Regions from separate parts of the Mus musculus genome. Here region 1 is linked to region 2. The links are chromatin contacts, called in public HiChIP or PLAC-seq maps. All regions are on one chromosome and are shown on one strand. Each heading gives the region's core, a stretch centred on a gene start, on an enhancer-like site or on the middle of the called end of the contact. The rest is flanking DNA. Distances are from core to core; before and after follow the strand shown. Region 1 has its middle 26 kb from the start of Sertad2. Region 2 has its middle 65 kb from the start of Vps54.

The links. HiChIP or PLAC-seq counts read pairs in DNA pulled down with a chosen protein or histone mark.
Region 1: a contact with region 2 is called in an H3K27ac HiChIP or PLAC-seq map of embryonic stem cells, with 3 times the contacts expected there. The contact joins two enhancer-like sites. A contact is called at or near these places in 2 of 484 Hi-C or Micro-C datasets (the Ba/F3 cell line and the HPC-7 cell line), 4 of 115 datasets of contacts at active chromatin or transcription factors (astrocytes, embryonic stem cells and large pre-B cells) and 1 of 9 other capture datasets (embryonic stem cells).

What each region holds. Positions count from the first base shown.
Region 1 is chr11:20,654,683-20,660,339 of GRCm38.p6, forward strand. No RefSeq gene overlaps it. Among named protein-coding and RNA genes, the nearest start is that of Sertad2, 26 kb to the left of the region's middle. Within about 2 kb of position 1,404, at least 174 of the 459 cell types and tissues checked have an H3K27ac peak or open chromatin away from gene starts, as enhancers often do. A contact at or near this core is called in embryonic stem cells, where this site is marked.
Region 2 is chr11:21,171,665-21,177,329 of GRCm38.p6, forward strand. No RefSeq gene overlaps it. Among named protein-coding and RNA genes, the nearest start is that of Vps54, 65 kb to the right of the region's middle. Within about 2 kb of position 2,972, at least 121 of the 459 cell types and tissues checked have an H3K27ac peak or open chromatin away from gene starts, as enhancers often do. A contact at or near this core is called in embryonic stem cells, where this site is marked.

The DNA of each region.
Region 1 (5,657 bases), core at 154-2,653, 520 kb before region 2:
CTGAAGAACAGGAACCCTGGGATTTCGTCTTCTCCAGACGTCGTCACGTCACACCCCCACAAACTATACACTGCCAGTGTTAATAAGCAGTAGAGTGGCCCCAGACAATGGCCGTGCTTACTTAGGTATGCGTCCCTAGGGCTGATGTCTGACTCCATAGTACAGCTGAGCAGGTACAGTTGTACTGACTCTTAGTTCAAAGGAGTTGCCATTTGGCCCTTTACAGAGACACATTGCCAAAGTGATACTGCAACCCACACAATCCTTAAGATAGTGTTGGCGCAAACAAGGCAGACAGGCTTTCAGTAAGGTGGACGTTTACCCCTAAAGAGATTAATTGGCTTGGGTGTCCAGGGAGCCCCAGTGTACCAGAGTGCTGGAGAGGAGGGAACAGGGTTAACAGCCAAGCCACATAGGAGGGGGATATCTTCAGAAAGCTCTAGGCCTATGAGGGGTCTGGTCTTCTGCTCTAAGGAGCCTGATTATGGCTTCAGAGGAGTAGCATTCAGCTTGGCTCATTAGAAGACCCTTTGTCACCAACCCCAAGCCTGCTCCTCTCTTTCTCTCCAGCCCTAAATAAGTTTGGTTTTGTGTGTATGGAAACCGGTTGTTATCCCAGCTGGTCTCAAACACCTGCATGTAAGTGCTTCTGTCTTGGCCACCTGAGTTGCTGAGGCTATAGTTTCTCTCCAGTCTTTTTAGCACAGCATATCTTGCCTATAGTTTGGAGACCTGAAAACTCTTCCCCGGGTCTGGGATGGGTTGGGGGGAGGTGTGCCCCTCCTGACATACCTACATCACTACCTTAAGGTATGGAGAGGAGCAGCCAGTAGGACCAGCAGTTAGCCAGTAGGGAGAACTTTCTGTGACTGAGCACTCTGGGTGTTCTCAGACTCCCTTACTTTGGCAATGTGACTTGAGGTTAGTAACTTATTGGGAGCAAGATGAGGCTGGCTATCTGGCCTCTCCTTGTTTGTTATCACAGTGGGAGGGCTGGTCTTGGACTGCAGACCAAAAGGATTTGAAAAAAACTCTTGAAGGCCCTAAGGTGCCACCCTTGGAGGCATCTGGGATGGCTTGTCCTGTGCACGACAGGATCAGACAGCACATGGTGACATTGTCCCTGGAGCTGGGAACCCTCTCTGCAGCAGTCTGGCTGTCTCAGCCCCATAGTGCTACAGACTTCCCCCGCCTCCCAGGCAGGGCCAAGCTGCCAGCTGCCTGCAAGGCTTATTGTTCAGCAGTGACAAGAAATGGCTGCAGAGCACAAGCTGGAGAAAGGCTGGAGGCAAAGTGGGGGAGGGGTGGTAGGCTGAGGAAGCTCTCAATGCCCCTAGCACAAGCCTGTGTTCCTGGGAGAAGTCTGAGAGGAACCCAACCTTAGGGAGTCAGGCCCCTCCCTCCTCGGCCCGACAGGCTTGTCTTTCAGATGTGGGAAGTGTGTCGCCCCGTTTCTGCACCCAAGCAGAGGAGAAGGCTGCCTCGGGATTCAGCTGAGTGGCTGAAGACAGAGCCATGTGGCCTGCACTTTGGCAGGCTGAGGCAAGTCAGCCCGATCCATGCTCCCCTTGCAGTTGGGTCTGGAGAGGGTCCAGAGATGAGAACAGTTTCTGATGTGTGCACAGCTACCAAGTGTTTTCCAGACAGCTGTGAGTGTGCCGATTTGGGGGGTGTGTGGCCTGCAGCACTAGCGGGTGCTTCAGTCATGCCCATCCCTGCTGAAGGCTTGGGGAGACTTGGAGAGGTTGAGCCATGAAAACCTTGGGATCAGCAGCCGGCCATAGGAGGAAGTCTCTGCAACCGAAATCACCAGGGACCAAAGCCACTGGGAGAGGCGAATCTAGCGTCTCTACCTACCGAGGAGAATCTCCCTCCCATAGCCCCAGACATATGCCGACCCACCGTGGAGGGGATGACTGATGTAGTCACAGAGCCAGCGCCCACTGGGAGCCAAACCCTTGGTCTTGCCAGACCAGTCCTGATAAAGGGGAAACCTCGTCCTCCCATCTTTCTCTCTCTCACCTCTTTCCTCTTCGTCAGCCCCCCTTCATCCTGCATGCCTACTTGAAGTTGAATTTGGTTGGCACACAGACTCTGGCTTGTCCTCTGCATCATGGGGCCTTTGTCTGGGGGCTGGTCGGCTGGGCGTCCGCTCTGGGCTCGGAGACACTGGTGCTGCATTCTGTAGAGGGTCAGGCCCAGGATGGGGGAGGGATTCTGATCAGTCAGCAGCTGGGACTAGGGTTCCTTTGGAGGCAGGGTGTGTGCCTGCTCTGAGCAGCCCGGCACCCCAGCGGGCACCCCAGTGGCGAGGAAGAAATGCAGACCAGCTCCTCTGAGTACCGCCTCCCCAAGAGTCATCTCTGCGATACCCCAGCGGCCAGCCGGAAACGCAGAACCACGAGGGTGGGCAAAGCTATGTCTGGAAAGCATTTCTGTCTCAGATCACCGTCTTACTGAGGTTTTTTAAAAAGGAAAACCCCGGGTCCAGAAAGGTTTAGGTAAGGCAGCACAGCTGGCTCAAGAAGACATCTGAGTGTGCTGCAAGGCCCTTTCTGCACATTTGGGAACACACTGCTTTGCCTTCCAGGGGCCACAGGTCACGTAAGGCAATATTGTGGACTTGTCACCAAGCAGAAATCCCTGGCTGGCTTCAGCCTGGCTCAGAAGAGACGGAGGGAATAGTCTCTGAGCTGGTTAGTTTTTGTCAACTTGACACAAACCTAGATGACTTGAATTGTTTCCATCAAATTGACCTGTGGCCATGTCTGTGGAACATTTCCTTGAGTGCTTGATCGATGTGGGAGAGCCCACCCACTGTGGGCAAACCAGGGGAAGCAAGCCAGTAAGTGGCCTTCCGGTTTCCCAGTGGCTGCTGCTTCAGTTCCTGCCTTGAGTTCTTGCTCCGGCTTCCCTGGACCATGGAACATGATCTGGGAGTCAAATTAGCCTTTTCTTCCCCTGGTTGCTTTGGTTTGTATTTTATCACAACAGCAAAGCAAAGTAGGACAGAAATGGGTACCAGGTGAGGGATGTTGTATTGACATTTTTTTTTTCTGCCGTTTTGAGGAGATTATGGTGGCATTTGGAACTTTGGGCAGGAAAAGCCATCGAGTGAGTGCTCAGAATTTAATGAGATGTTTTGTAGGAGCTTGGAAGATAAGAATGCTGAGCAAGGGCTAGAGAGATGGCTCAGCGGTTAGGAGCACCGGCTGCTCTTCTGTGGGTCCTGAGTTCAAATCCCAGCAACCACATGATGGCTCACAACCATCCGTAATGAGATCTGACGCCCTCTCTTGAGTGTCTGAAGACAGCTACAGTGTACTTACATAGAATAAATAAAAATCTTTTTAAAATTTTTTGAAAAGAAGAATGCTTTGAGCAAACCGGTGGGGATCTGGCTTGGGACGTTTCTGAGGGAAATCTGAGAGTCACTTAAAGGCTCTCAGTAGAATATGATCTATTTGAATTCAGGATCTATGGTTTCTGGTAAGCTGGGATGGAAGAATCAGTTTCGACTAAGAAGAAACCAGCATGGTTTGAGATGTAACAATCTGGGAGGATTTCCTCAGAGTCAGCAGCGCACAGAGGCCGAGCTGCAGAAGACGCCAGGGCTGAGGCTCAACCTGCCGGCCACACTTGGTAGTGTGTAAGAATCCCCCGAATGTTAACTGGTTTTGGCTGCATGAAAGCTACAGAATAAAGGGTTATAAAGAACAGCTGTGAGAAGCTAGGAGCAAGCAGCCATTGGTGAAGGCATAGCCTTGGGAGTAATGGAATCCCCAGGGACTGAAAGGGCCATGGAAGGAAGCCAAGACTTGACCTCAGGTGGCGTGGCTGGAGTCCCTGTAGAGAGACCAGTAAATGTGCAGCCTCAGGTGCAATACAGACCCCAGCATATGGGAGATGCCAGGACCAGAGGGGATGAGCAGGTGTAGAGGGAAGCCAGTCTGAGCCTACCATACAAGCTGTGTATGGCAGAGGTGGCAGAGAAGTGGGATTGTCCAAGCCCCGTGGAGCCTAAAGGATCGTGAGTGACTGAGTTCTATATGCTACACACTACTACATCACTATTAGATTTGGTTTTACTTTGATGTGATTGTAACTGCCCTGGTTCTTCCTTCTTGGAACAGGAAAATAACTTGTTTTATGATTCTACAGGAACTCAAAGGTAAGAGACTTTTAACTTTGGAATTTGTTAAAGATCTTAAAGTCATGTTTTATGTTGTGATGGTAGCGCAAGGTCTTGGGGATAAACAAGAAAGGAGAGGTTATGGTTTAACAGTGACGTGTTTTTGTGTCAAGCTAAGAAGGGGTCAAAAGCGCTGCCTGGGGTTTTTGTCTTTTTGACATAAAACGACATATCTAAGAAGAGGGGATCCCATTTGGGGAAAAAACTCCCCCAGACAGGCCTGGGAGCATGTCTGTGGGACTTTTTATTTTTATTGCTGATTGATGTGGGAGAGCCCAGACCACTGTGGGTTGTCCTGTCTTTGGGTAGATGGCCTGGGCTGTATAAGAAAGGAAGCTGAGAAAGCCAGGAAAAGCAAGGCAGTCAGTGAGCTGCCTTCCTCTGGTGGCGGCTGCTTCATTTTCTGCCTTCCATTCCGCCTTGGCTTCCCTCCAGGATGCACTGCGATCTGGAAGTATAAGCCAAAGAAATCCTTTTCCCCCATAATTGCTTTTGGTCTGATTTTTTTCCCCCCACATAGCAACAGAGAAGCAAAGTACAACAGGTTCTAGTGTCTGTACCCTGGTGTCTGTACCCCTGACCTGACAGCCCCTCAGCTTGGCCACTGGGAAGAAGAGGTGGGGCAGCCCTGTCTGGGCAGCCACAGCCTTGCCCCTGGCTGGCTTTCTTTGCTCCCTCTCTTTCCTCCTTTGTACTTTCTCTCCGTCTCTGCCTCCTACCCAGCCCTCTTCTCTATAAGATGGGTGACGTTTGGCCTAGAACTCCTAAACACAAGTTTGCCTAGTTCTGCCTTCCAAGTGCTAGGCTTGTTATGCTGGCTGCTTTATTTTATTTTACTTTTTTAATGTTATCTGTATGAGTGTTTTGCTCATGTGTATGTAAGTGTGCCACGTGTGTGCAGTGTGTGAGGAACCCTGAGGACAGCACCGAATCCTGTAGAACTAGAGTTGCAGATGATCGTGAGCTGTCACGTGGGTGCTGGGAACTGAACCCAGGTCCTCTGCAAAAGCAAGCAGCCATCTCCTTCTTCATTCCGTCTTTCTTTCTTTCTTCCTTCCTTCCTTCCTTTCTTTCTTTTTCTTTTTCTTTTTTTTTTTTTTTTTTTTTTTGAGACATGGGCTCACATGGTAGCCCAGGCTAACCTAACCTGGAGCTCACTCTGAATCTCGGGCTAGCCTGGAGTTTACAGCAGTCCTCCAATCTCTGCTTGCCAAGAGCCAGGACTTCAGGTATATGTCACATGTGTCTAGCTGATTTATTCAGCTAACCCTAAGCTCAGCCCCTTGTGTTCCCAGGGGTAGGAGGTGGCATGAGGTGGCACTGCTATTCCCTTAAAGCCATATCTCTTGGGTCATCTTTACCCTGACCCTACTCGTGAAAGGACGTCATCCCACCAGGAAATGCAACACCGTGGACTTCCCATTCCCTGCATGGCAGCTCTCAGCAGATTTCCTCCTCCCAGGGA
Region 2 (5,665 bases), core at 1,722-4,221:
CAGGGAAGTCACCATGGGGAGAAAGAAGGAGAGAGCAGGGAGACCAAAATGTCTGGATTATATATAGGGAAGAGACTCTGTCTGGTGGAAGAGCAGCCCAGGCACTGGGCTAGAAGTTCAGGGCTGGGGGCAGGGTATGCCAGGTAGGGACTGAGGGATGCTGGGAGAACCTGGAGACCAGGTCTGCTTTGATGTGTAAACTATGCCTATCCTGAGGTCTGAAACCAAACAGCTAGTAGAGAAACATGTGCGTGTATATGGGACTTTGAGGTGGGAACTTTGTTAACAGTATTCAAAAAGTACAAGCTACAGATTAATAGCTTGACAGGTTTGGCTGCAGCAATAATAAGATTGCCGGTGTATGAATACTGTCACAAACTTGGGCAGAGGACAGCTGGGAAGGGATACTTGTAATGCCTCAACCCAACAAGGAGCTAAAACCCAGCTTGCAAAGGAGCTCTGGTAAGTCAGACAAGGCACACGACAGAAATGCTGTCGAAGGTCTAAGTGGCTAGTTCTCAGAAGCATTAACCTAAATGCTTAAGAGTCAAGAGAAGTTCAGAGTCACCGTAATCAAGAAAAGCAGTTAAAGAATCCTAGATACTACTTAATGCCCTTTGATTTGTAAAAACGGGGAAGCTGGAAAAGCATGATAGTCTTAGAAAACATGTAAAAACCAAGAGCCCATGCTCACTGCTGTTAGGAGTGTACACGCGCACCTATTCTAAAGAGTTTTCTGGCTGCATGTGTGTGTGGGTGTACCTGTGACTCAGAAATCCCCTCTGCACAGGGCCATGAGGAGGTGGGCAGGAGTATGAGTATCACAGGGCTGCTGTCTGTGGTACAGGGTGGTTAGAGGCAGTCTGTGTCAGTTGGAGATAAGGTAATTGTACATAGATGTCATGGTAAACTTCTACAGCAGTTAGAGGACAAGAGGTAGACAAGCATAAGTGAACATAGAAAGGGCTGTACACACACACACACACACACACACACACACACACACACACACACACACGTGCGCGCGCCTGAGCATACACACAAAGAAACAGGGCCAAGAGTGGTAGCTTACATTTAGAATCTTAGCACTCAGGAGTCTGAGGACTCTAAGTTTGAAGACAGCATGGACTACTTAGTAACAAGTCAGCCTGGCCTCTGAGTAAGACATTATCTCAAATAAACAATCAATACATAAATAAATAAGAAATAGAATGGGAGCTATTGAACAGTATAGAATTTTAATATCTATACTTATAAAAAACATTTTATATTTTGTTAAAAACACAAACTCAGGGACGGTACTTGGGCTATTGTTACACAAGCCTGAGGACATTCCCAAAACTTATGTTAAATGACTAAGCCAGCTCAGTCAGTCAACAGGTTCTCCAGGGCAGGAGCAAGGATTAAAAAGAAAAAAAAAAAGACAATTAGACAACACTGTTGCCTGACCCCAGCCAGTGCTGAGGCTGAAGCGGGTTTATTTTTTCCCAGTCTGCTTTTATACCATTTTAATTTCATGCAAGTGATAAGGTCAGTGGTAGGTCAAGGGAACAAGGAAGACAATAAACACAAATAGTCAAGGAACAAGCAAGGCAATAAACAAGGTCCCTTGATCACTGTTTCTAGGAGCTTATCAGGATGACCAAGATATCTGAGCCCACTTCCCTGTCCTGGCCCAAAGTCACATTCCTGCCAAGTTTCTAGCCCCCAAAGCTCTCCACAGTTAAAAGCTGGGCAAGGTGGCACACACTTAAAATTCCAGTACTGGTGAGATAGCAACAGATCTCTGGGACTCAGCTACAGTGAGCTTAACCTAACAGGTGAGCGCCAAGTCACAGGTGAGAGACCCTATTTCCAAAACAAGGAAGGGCTCCTCAAGTTGTACTCTGACCTTCACATGCATATACATATGTATGTATGTGCACACATAGACATAAATACACATAGATTCAGGGGAACATCTGCACTTAAGCATATTTAAGTGTACATAAGTACATTCAAATGCTGACTATGGAGTCAGCCTTGATGTTTTGAAATGCTGCTTCTGCTGAAGATAAAAGATAAAGCAAAATAAGATAGAGAAAAAAAAAAACCAAACCCTGGGTCAGGGAGGTCATGTGACATGATCCTCAAGAAGTGAGGAGGGGTAAGTCAAGTCTAGTACTCAGTCCAAAAGAACTGGAGAAATAGATCGATCGATCTATCTATCTAGCCCCATCTATCTCTCTTGACATTTATCCACATGGATGGGATGTGTGGGCTATGCTTTGAGGCAATCAATGTAAAAGCTTTAAGAGTGGGATCTAAGCCTCATCCAAGCCTAGTCCTTCTATGTTTCAGAGATGCTTGAACAAAGCACACATCCACAGGATGCTGAGAGTGGAAATACAAGAACTGTTGGACAACTCCTGTAAACCAAAGCTCACATGTAAAGAACTAGAAATGCAGTGGGAACTAGAAATGCAGGGTAGGGGTGACTCGGGGACTGACGGACTGGGTGGGGGCGCTGTGCTGTTTCACACCAGCAAGACAAGCTTGGTTATTTATATCAAGCAAAGAGTCAAGTTATTTAAAATAATATTAATTATGAAAAAAGGGCTACAGAAGACCCGCAGATAGGTCCAAGGATTCTGCGGAGGTCATTAGTTGGTAGTGGTACGCTACCTGCTATTGTCAGGCAACAGAGAATGCCTGCCGGTATATATGGTCTCCAGATCGGCTTGTTTTCTTAAGTGGACTGATCTAGGATTTGTTTCAAGTTCTCAGCCAAACAAGCACAAGGGTCTGGTTTGATTCCAGAACTTTCTTTTTGAGGCTGCCAGGACTCTTGCAGCAAAGGAGGGTGTGAGCAAAGCTGCCTGTCTTGTTTCTCAGAAGGCCGGCTTGGCCGCAATCCTCCCACGGCCTCCCCTGTTGTTGCTTAGTCTTCTCACCTTGGCCTGTCTGCTGGGCAGATGCTGAACGGAAGTCACGTGACCTTTGTTTTTTCTCAGCTGTGAGACAAGAACTCCAAACAGGAAATGGTGGTTTTAAACAGAAGTCTAAGAGGTGGGCTTGGTGGGGAGGGGCCAGAGCCTTGATGCTTTGAAGTTCTACTGTCTCTGGTGCTTCTGAGCTTTTGTACTTAAAATTCCTGTCTTTTCAAATCACTTTCATTAAAGTAAATGGTCCTATAAACTCAGGGTACTTAGATATTGGAGAATGTGTTTGACTATGTTGAACTCACAGAAGGATTCAACTGAAACATCAAGAAATTCTTTAGAAGTACACCAAATTTAATTATGAAAAACTAACTTTAAATGTATATAAACTTTAATAAACAGCCTAGGAGTAGCAGTGCATACCTGTAATCCCAGAACTCTAGGGTTGACTCAGGACGATAGAGTTGAAAACCAGAACGAGCTATATTGTGAGAGTTTGTCTCAAATTTAAATAAAAACATATAAACTTTGAAATGCATAACTTCCTTAAAGCATATGAAGACACAGTACTAATCAAAAATTACCACAGAATCAAGACAGGCAATTCCTGAACAGTCTCCATGTTGTGCACATGCGTAGCATCCTCAGACACAGCATGCCTGCTTACAGAGTCTTGTCTTAGAAGAATAGGCATGTGTCATAGCTCCAAAAACACTCCGCTCGTTATCTTCATGCCACGTTTATTTGTGTTTCGAGACTGCATCATGTTAATTGATGATAAAAGTGACACTGTGATTTACGGACTTTCTTGTCTTTTGTCTCTGAAGTGTAGGACATAAGAGCCATGGACCCAAAACAGAAGAGTTTCATTTATAGGTAAACCCAAAGTTCCTAGACACTGGGCTCTCTGTCTTTGTCTCTGTGTCTCTGTGTTTCTGTCTCTTTCTCTGTCTCTCTCTATGTCTGTTTCTGTCTCTCTCTGTGGTGTGTGTGTGTGTGTGTGTGTGTGTGTGTGTGTGTGTGTGTGTAGACTCATGTCAGGATATCTTCCTCAACTGCTTTTCCACTTTCATGTTTGAGCTGGGAGCTCACTGGACCAGGAGATCATCACTTGGGCTATAGTGACTAGTCACAGAGTAAAGGGTATGCACTGCCATGCTGGGATTTTTTTGTAGGAGATGTCTGGGGATCAGAACTAAGGTCCTCACACTTGTGTAGTGTGCACATTAGCCACCATCTACCCATCCCTGGTTAATGTCCCTTTTAAGCCTTAAAATTAAGTTCTATAAGTTCTTGAAGTTGACTAAAGTATTTAGCACTCAAAGCAATTTTTGAGATTAGTGTTAAAGCATTTATTCTAATGTCAAAAATCCAATGGTAAACACCAGTTCACAATTTGTATGGTGATATAATATCTGGTTTTGAAAGTTTTAAATTTTTATAAAAATTGCAAATCATAGAAAGACAATTTCTCATAAATTTACTTCCTAGAGAAAAAGCATTTGTCACATACACTTTGCTTCATTTTCTTAAGAATATTTTACTTTTGAATTTTCACCCCAATAGACTTGTTTCTCCAAAGGTGAGCTTCTGAGAAATCAGCTTCCCAGGGCTGGATAGATGGCTCAGTGGTTAAGAGCACTGACTGCTCTTCTGAAGGTTCTGAGTTCAAATCCCAACAACCACATGGTGGCTCACAACCATCTGTAATGAGATCTGATTCCCTCTTCTGGGCTATCTGAAGACAGTTACAATGTACTAATAAATCTAAATAAAGGAAGGAAGGAAGGGAGAAAGAAAGGGAGGAAGGGAGAAAGGAAGAAAGGGAGGGAGGAAGAAAGGAAAGAAGGAAGAAAGGGAGGAAGAAAGGAAGGAAGGGAGGGAGGAAGGAAAGGAGGGAGGAAGGAAGGGAGGAAGAAAGGCAGAAAGAAAGGAAGAAAGAGAGAAAGGAAGGGAGGGAGGGAGGGAGGAAGAAAGGAAGGAAGGAAGAAAAAAGAAAGAAAGAGAGAGAGAAAGAAGGAGAGAGAGAAAGAAAGAAACATCAGCTTCCCCTATGCAGTGCAGACAGCAGTTGGCTTGGGGACAGGAAGTGGCTCACAGCCCACCTAGGACACTGTTACTCTACAGTGTTTGTAGAAAGCCTTCAGCTGAAAACAGTGTATGTCAGAAAAGCTTATAGTTGGGCCTGCCTTAGGGAAAGAATTAAGTTCTTTCAAATGAAGCAAGCTGGACCTTCTATTATATCCCAGAACAATGTAGGTGTATTTTAGCTGTTCCTTGTAAACCATGGATATATTATCAAAAGCCTTCTCCACCACCTTCTTGATAGCCTGATGCAAACACCTGTAAGTTGTAGCAATAGGTCTGAGTGCCTGGCCTATGGCAGCAGGCTTGGCAGTGTATGTGATGCTACTGGGATGCAGGCTGCTGTGAGAAGCTCTGTTTCAATCTGCTGCCAAGTTCAGGAACACTTACCTCATTAGTGAGGCGTGTCCATTCTAAACAACTAGACTTAGCAATGCGTCCTGGTCTTCCATCCTAGGCCATTGCTATTCAGTAAAATATTCTGTGATGACAGAAATTGTCATCTATGTTGTGTGACAGATACACCTGGCTGCTGAGCTTCTGATTTATGTCTGGTTTAGCTGAGGAACTGAGGTTTTAGTTTTAACTTTATTAAATTCATAGTGATTTCACTGATCTGCCCCAGCTCTTTACCATTTCTAGTCTAATCACCACACTTC